Regions from separate parts of the Columba livia genome. Here region 2 is linked to region 1. A link is a contact called in public Hi-C data. All regions are on one chromosome and are shown on one strand. Each heading gives the region's core, a stretch centred on a gene start, on an enhancer-like site or on the middle of the called end of the contact. The rest is flanking DNA. Distances are from core to core; before and after follow the strand shown.

Evidence for each region. A called contact is a pair of places that touch in the nucleus more often than the background predicts.
Region 2: a contact with region 1 is called in a Hi-C map of liver, with 2.0 times the contacts expected there. The contact joins the promoter of IRAG1 here to the promoter of AMPD3 in region 1. A contact is called at or near these places in 2 of 2 Hi-C or Micro-C datasets (crop and liver).

The regions. Positions count from the first base shown.
Region 1 is chr5:57,978,702-57,982,495 of bColLiv1.pat.W.v2, forward strand. It overlaps AMPD3 (adenosine monophosphate deaminase 3), which reads left to right and starts at 1,932. Exons shown (of 15, transcript XM_065066192.1): 1 at 1,932-1,949.
Region 2 is chr5:58,154,546-58,158,339 of bColLiv1.pat.W.v2, forward strand. It overlaps IRAG1 (inositol 1,4,5-triphosphate receptor associated 1), which reads right to left and starts at 1,748. Exons shown (of 23, transcript XM_065066184.1): 1 at 1,541-1,748. CTR9 (CTR9 homolog, Paf1/RNA polymerase II complex component) reads left to right here and starts at 1,886. Exons shown (of 25, transcript XM_065066171.1): 1 at 1,886-2,069. The coding sequence starts at 2,025.

The sequences.
Region 1 (3,794 bases), core at 682-3,181:
TTCATCTATTGTTTTGTTTAAAAAGTTGAGTCATTCCTCCTTCTAGTAGACAGTATTTGATAATACAATTCAATTACATTTCACATTTGGCACAAAACTCCCCTCCAGCTTTTGGAGATCATATTATTTAACCATGTTTTTTTTTTGCTGTTGAAATAGCAGTTACTCTTCAGTAAGTAAATGCATGTATGCCAAGCATGTTATTAACTGAACTGATTGAAGATCAGAAAAGCGAATACTAGGTCTAATATTGCCTGGATGCCACCAATGGGTATATTATAGATAGAAATATTTCATTTGATCCATTAGTTGTTTTCTTGTTATCAATATCACAGTCAGAAATATGAATCTACTAGAAAGATATCAAAATGCATTAGCTTTTAAGGCGCTGTTCAAATGAAAGCAGTACATTATAACAACTGAAACAATTTCAAGTGAGAATGAGAGACCATTTCCTAATTTTGATTATTTTGTATTCCAGCTTTAATAATGCCTCAGACAAGATTCTTCTGTTTCTAAAAATAAGTATTAATAATGCAGATGTGTATTTAGGGTTTTCTTTATTTTATTCCATTCCTCAATAGATGTTGACATGCAAGCAAATCTTTAAAACTTTTATTGTATTTCCCTTTGTTAAAGTAGACTGACTGTGAAAGAGCAGTCCAAATACCATATACACTGCAATAATCATGAGTTTACTACTGTCACCAAAAGAATAATGTCTAAAGAACATTTAAAACAACTTTGGAGACACTTGCACTACTTTCAATACAGTGTATAATAGTATAACTGACTCACAAACTGGACTGGCAGAAAGAGTCCTTCATGGGCCAGATGGCAAGTGTTTAACCAGGTCTTGACTGACACCACTGGGGTGTTCCAAGTCTGGATGCAAAGTTTAATGCTTTATGTCTTGCAGGTGCTAATGGAAGCATACAACAACATATACTGTTCAAAATACACTATTTCATTTTTGTCAGCTTAGTGTTACTTCAATTTTCCAAAGACAGATGTGAATTGTTCATTGTAAGAAGAGAAATGGGATATAAAACTGGACCCACTAGTCAGATGCAGGTTCTGAACACAGTTCGTAAAGTAAATGATCATAGTAATTGCTTCTGCAAAATTTGAAAGGACTCCCGAGTATTTTCTTGTTAATTTATCACCATTAACTGAGTCTTACAATCCATCCTGACATTGCCATAGAACTTGCAATGGTATTTCCCTAGTGCTTCAATTACTATAGACACATTTACTAAGTCACGATCTGTTTGCCTTTAAAGGTTTCCAACTTGTTACAAAAGGAAAGCTCATTTAAATAGTCATGGTCAGCTAGAACAAGTGTCTTATGTTCTTACGGATTTGTATATCAGAGCATCTAGAAGCTTTTTCCTTGTTAAGGCATTTTTAAAGTCTCCCTTTTGCATCAATTCTCTTCCAAGCTCTTGCATCCCATAGTCTAAATCAAGTGTGGAGGCAAGACTCATTTGCCTAGCTGAGAAAAGGAATCCAAGAAGCCACAGGATACCCGAGTCCAGCAGCGCAGGGCACAGTTATGATTAGAGGGCCACTAAGGAGCCCAAACCGCCAGGAAAACTTCATGATGGGAAGCAGACAAGTTTGGGCAAGTTCAGGCAGGTGGTTGGGAGAAGGAATGGGAAACAGGAGAAATGAAGCACAACTAACAGATCAGCAATCAACGGGTGTACTGAATGGCCACAGCAACAGGTGTGTGTGCTTTACTCATATATCACTTGGGCAGGGCAGCTGTGAGTCAGACTCACAGACACTTACAGTGTGCAGTTTTCCTGGGTGGCAGATGGCTTGTCTGGGTGTAGCCTGGCAGCAGGTGATGAAGACATTCAGAGTTACTGTGGAAGAAAGATGCACATACAGCATAAGCCTTTTGCCAAGCTAAGAAACAATGACTACTTTTGTTAGTGTGTTTGGTATGTCTTTTTCTTTTCCTTTCTTTTCCTTTTAATGATTTTGAATGACTGACATTTTCAAATGCTTTGGATTGGTACATGTGTCATAAAACAGCTGTGGCCAAGATTCTTAGCTTTTTTATGAGCGTATGAAGGTGATTGCATTGATACTAGTGTAAAAGTCAGACACTGCAAGCTTTTGCAACTCTTCTTTACAACTCAAACTTTATATGGTTAACTACTTTCTTTTCACTTCAATTTCTTCACCAACTGTGTAAAGTAATTTCTGAAGCTAAAAACCCCTGAGGTTCACGGATGGCACATTTCTTCATTTACGAAGATGGGAGGACATAGTGGGGACAGCACACTTGCCACAGAACTACCCAATCCCTCGCGTGTTTCTGGAGATCCACCTTTACCTTGTTTGTCTTTTTACAGAAAGGAACTTGTTCCTCAGTTGCTACATTCCCTGTGCTTTGCTACACTGCAGAGGTACTTTTTTATTTAAATGTCTTTAGATTAGACTTCAAGTATTGTTACCCGAAGTTACCATAAACACCCCTAAACCTTTTAGCTTCAGGGCTTGGAATCTCTCGAAGTTTTACATATTAAGATCCTCATTCCTGCTGAGTCATGCTCGGTTTGACCTTCACTTATTTGTCTTGGTTTCTTTACCCGAGAAGTTTACTTTATTGTTTGTATATATATACGAGTATCTGAACCGTGTCGCTACGCTGAAGGACGGACGTTGTTGAAAACTTTCAACAGGGATCCATCGACAGCAAACTTACTTATAGGGTGTGATCTTCGCACCAGCCTCACGACGCTCTGGTGTCGAACCGAAGTTTTCTCTGTGACAGCACTTTCCGAGGAGGAGTTTTGAAACAGGCGCTTGCCAAGGCGGCACTCACGGGGCGCCCCGCGGCTGAGGCGAGCTCAGACGGGCTGAGGTGGGCCGGGGCCGGGCCGAGGCGGCACGCCCCGGGGCGCTCCCTCCCTCCCGCGCCGGCGAGGAGACATGTGACAGCGCGACTTCTGTCTCGGAGCCGCCGTAAGGGACAGGGCCGCCGCGGCGAGGGGTAGGAAGGCTTCTCTCGGATCCTCCGGCTCCCACTGAGGCCACAGCCCCGCGTGGGAGGTGCCGCCCCTGCCCCCGCCACTCCCGTCGCCGCAGGTGCAGCCGCGGTTCGCGCGGTGCCGGACAGTGCCCGGAGCGGCCGCCTCCTCCCGAGCCGAGCAGCCCCCGCCGCCCCGCGCGGGACTCTCCTCACACAGGTACGGACAGAGTGCGCGCCCCTCCTCGTCCCGCCCCGCCAGGGCGACCGTTAACGGCCCCCGCGCCGCTCGCGCCAGGGCTGGGCGGGGCAGCGCAACCCCTCCGACCCGCCGGACGCCGCTGGCGCCTCGCCCGGCAGGAGCCTGCGCCCGCCGCCCCCGCGCCCTCCTTCCGCCAGTGCCCGGCTCCACCTGCTGCGGAGCCGCCCCGGGCCGCGATGCTGCCGCCCAGGAGGCAGCTGGCCGCTCCGGTGGGGCCGGGGGCGCGGCGAGCGGGCTTCTCCGCCCGGGGGCCGCTGCGGCCATAAAGGGCCGGGGAAGGGGCGGCGCGGCACTGCGGTAGCGGGGCGGCCGGCTGTCGGCTGAATGCGGCAGAGGGGAGCGGCGGCATCTGGCGGGAGCAGCTCCTCCCTCTGCCGCCGCCTCATCCGCCGCCGGCTTCTGACAGTGTTTCCAGCCGGCGGGTGGCGGGGCCCGGCCCTGCCCCAGCATGGCTTTCCCCGGGGCGCTAGGTAAGTCGAGGGGCAGGAGGCAGCGCCGAGCCGGGCTGGTCCGGGGTGCTGGTGACCTTGGCTGCCGCCCCGGCGGGGA
Region 2 (3,794 bases), core at 498-2,997, 180 kb after region 1:
TGTATTACAAGAATAACTTCAATTTACTATAGATTACTTTCTATTTATATAAGAACTTTTGATACTGATAACAATCCAAGGTTAAAAGTAGTAATTTAAATTTTCATAATTAAAAATTCCAATGAAATAGCAAGAAGAAATAAGTATCTTCTTTAAATGTTCCTATGTGCTGAAAGTAAAAAACCCAAAAAATAAAAACCAACTCTTTTCACTAGAACAACATATTATACATTAAAGAAGTTCCACATACCTTTATTTTTATCAGTATATGTGGAAAACAGGAGTCTTGCTCCTTTAAACAATCTAAAAAATAGTTTGCAGTATTGCCTTTTCAGTCCAAATTGCTTCACCAGAGATTAAAACAGCTAAAAATCAGTTTATTTGTATAAAATCAGTCTATAAAGCAGAAAAGTAGGCTTAGGAACTCTATTAATTAGCATCTTGCTCTGCATAATGTTGGCTTTGGCATGTTTTTAAAGAAAAAAGCACACACATCTATTAATTTCAATGTTACTCTGCTTCACTGTCACATGCAAAAGTTTCTCTACAAAAGTTATTTATGGCACATACCTCCTGAAAGACCTAGGAGAAATGCTAGTTATACTTTATTGGACCAGGTAACTCAGTTCAGAATAATGAGTGCGTAAGTAAAAACCAGAAGCTGAGATTCAAAATGGTAAGTAATTAAAAATACTACTTGCTTTGGCTTCAGAGAACAAGTGACACTCCAAGTAAACTAGTAGTTACTACTATAATATGTACTATTACAGTAACTCACAATACATTTTAAAAATAAAATTTAGTAATTTAATGTGTTAATAGTTGTGACTATCAGTTCAGTGGATAGTTAGCTATAGGACAAAATCAAGTTTGCTTTAGGGTTTAATAGGCTCTGTAAGTAATGTGTCACAGGTTTTTTTATTTTTTTTTTTAATCCTAGCAGAAATATGCCAGAGGATCTTTTAGTCTTTTTTCCCCCCTTAGTACAAATGCAAAAATATGGAAGATTGATCATACATTACTATGCATGCTATGTTTTGTTCAAATATGTCAGTGCATCTGCCATCATAATTAGAAAGAACAATTTAGGAAGCCAACTTTGTAATTTTTTACTCATGCACCTCCAAGTGGCTGAACACCTCATGCAAAACAAGTTCCAGGATCAGGGCCTAGCTTCAGGATTGAAAAATAGTTGGCCGAGCTGCGGCTAAAAAATTTTACATATGTATTAATATCACACCACTAAGCTAGTCAGATAATGTGTATTTGGATTTACACACTGTTTTTCCACAAAAATACGGAAAATTCACGCATTTTGATGCATTTGGTTGAAAGTTTTCAGTGATTTTGAAATAATAGGAGGAGAGGCATAGCCTGAGGGAGTCATGATCTCAAGACCACAGAGCAACTAAGTGCAAACCCTTTCAATTTGTCAGTGCGTGCGTGTATAAATACACAGCAACATCTCTTGCTATCACAAATATACATATTTCTATAGGTATATATATGATATACATGTATAAATTAGCAGAACTAATACCTGTCCGTGAGCCCTCACCCTGTCCTCAAGAGACTGCTCACGTTTTAAAGCGCCACCTCACGGAAGACCGCTGTGAGCAGCCGCACGGGAGGCCACACAGCGCAACACGTAGTGCTCCAGCCCGGGGCGGGGACAGGGCTGGCGGGGACGGGGACCGGGACCGGGACCGGGACGGGGCCAGAGCCGGCGGCTCCCGCCGGTCCCTCTCCTCTCGCTGAGGGGCGCCCGCGAGGCCGCCGTTACCTCAGCAACAGCGCCGCGCGCCCGCCCTCGAAGCCCTCCCGCTCCCTCACGCGCGGGCGCCAGGCGGCCCGCGAGGCTCGTGCGTCGCTGCGATTGGCTCGTTGCGCCTGAGGGGCGGAGCCTCCCCACCTCCCGCCTCCCTTTGCCCGAGCACGTCCGGGTCAGTCGGTGTTTGTGAGGGGAAGTGCGCGCGCGGCGGCCGTTGCGTGCTCGCGGCTCGGCGGACAGCGGTGTCGCCATCATGTCGCGGGGGTCCATCGAGATCCCGCTCCGGGACACCGATGAGGCGAGTCGGGGGCTGGGAGCGGGCGGCGCGGCCTGGTCCCGGGGAGGGGGAAGGAAGGGGTCCGCTTTATGATGCGCGACGGGGCGACGTTTGTCCCTTCCTCTCGCAGTTTGGTCCCGGGCTCGGGGGGGAGTGTCGCTCTCTTCCGTGAGCGGAGTGAGCTGTTGGGCTTACAGGTGTATCGCTTTGCGAAAAGAAACCCAAACCTGCGTTCTCCGGTGCCCCATGGTGAACGGCGTCTGCTCTCTGGTAGCTGTAACCTCCCTGTCCTTGCCGAGTGTCTTGAGGGGACAGCCGGGCCGGTGTCCTGCGGCTCCACACGGCTGTGAAGAAGGGGCAGCTATTCGCCCACTGTGTGTGCTTCAGGCAAATGCAAGATTGATGAGTGAAGACCCCCTTGGGAACAGTATCTCATCTTTAGTTTGTGCCTTGTCCAGCTAAATTCTCTCCTCAGTTCGTTAGATGCAGATTTTTCTGACCACACTGACTTGTAAAAAGCATGAACGTTCCTGTATCAGCATAGAGACACAGACAGGCTGTCACTTGGTCCAGTCTGCACATTATTTCAGTGTGGGTTTAGAAATGTATTTAACTTTATTTGACGTAAACTGTGACAGGCCAAGATTAAAAAGTTTTAAGAGAAGTATTTGAAAATCTACAGGGTATTATAAAGCTTGAAGTCAAATCATACCATAGCAGATACTAAATTAACATCTTAGTTAAATAAGGTATTGAAACATACTGCATATAGCTTTAAAAATGCTTTTCATGAGTGTATGTGTCCATACTCTGGCAAACTTCCATATAACTGCCATTGTGTTTTTAAGTTTCACAAAGGTACTTTGCTCTCTGTAGGTTACATGTTGGAGGATTTTTTTCTTTGTGACAAAAATGAGTATTGACACAAGCTATACTGGTTCTGCTTTTGAAGTTATGGCTAGGCTTACTTGAATCCTGAGGTTCTGAATTAATCACTAAGGATTGCTATCAAATACATTATTTTCTTTCACTGGCTTTTTTAACTTTCATATTTATTTGCTGTTTAATATATATTTGTCATTAACAACTATTATAGTTTGTAGATGAGGGCTGCCCAAATTTTAAAACATCATTGTCTGTCAAACAGGTGGTACTGTGCAAGACAAACTCAGAACTAAAAACATCAGTGGTAGCAGAAATATTTCTGCTGATGCCCCCCTAAGTTTTGCATAACCAAAACTGTAAGTCTTTATAAACTGGATTGCTCTAATCCAGTCTCTGGAGAAAGAGTTCCTGCATTGATAGTCGGGGTACAAGCCTGGGTGCAACTACAGCTCTTCCTTGCTGTAAAATTAAATTGTAACGTAGATGACTGATGTTAAAGACAGCATGACTGAGTAGCAAGTGAACTAACAGGCAGTTAAACTGTGTTCCCAAACATCCCATCATGGAAATATCTGTTCCTTTTTCTGCATTTTTTGTATTGGAAGAGTAGATCAACATGGCAAACACTGCTTGCATAGTGAAAAGTTGTTGATGTCATTTGCTCATTATGACTGTTGTTAATATCCTGAAATTTAGTCTATTCTTTATAGTGTTTGCCACTTCAATAATTTCTTTATTCTTTTGGGCATAAAGATGACATTAGAAAATTTCAGGGCTCCGAAATGCATCTGAGGTATTGATTCTCTAACACCTGATTACTTGGAGGATTTTGACTATATCCTAGATCTTTGTATTAACTGT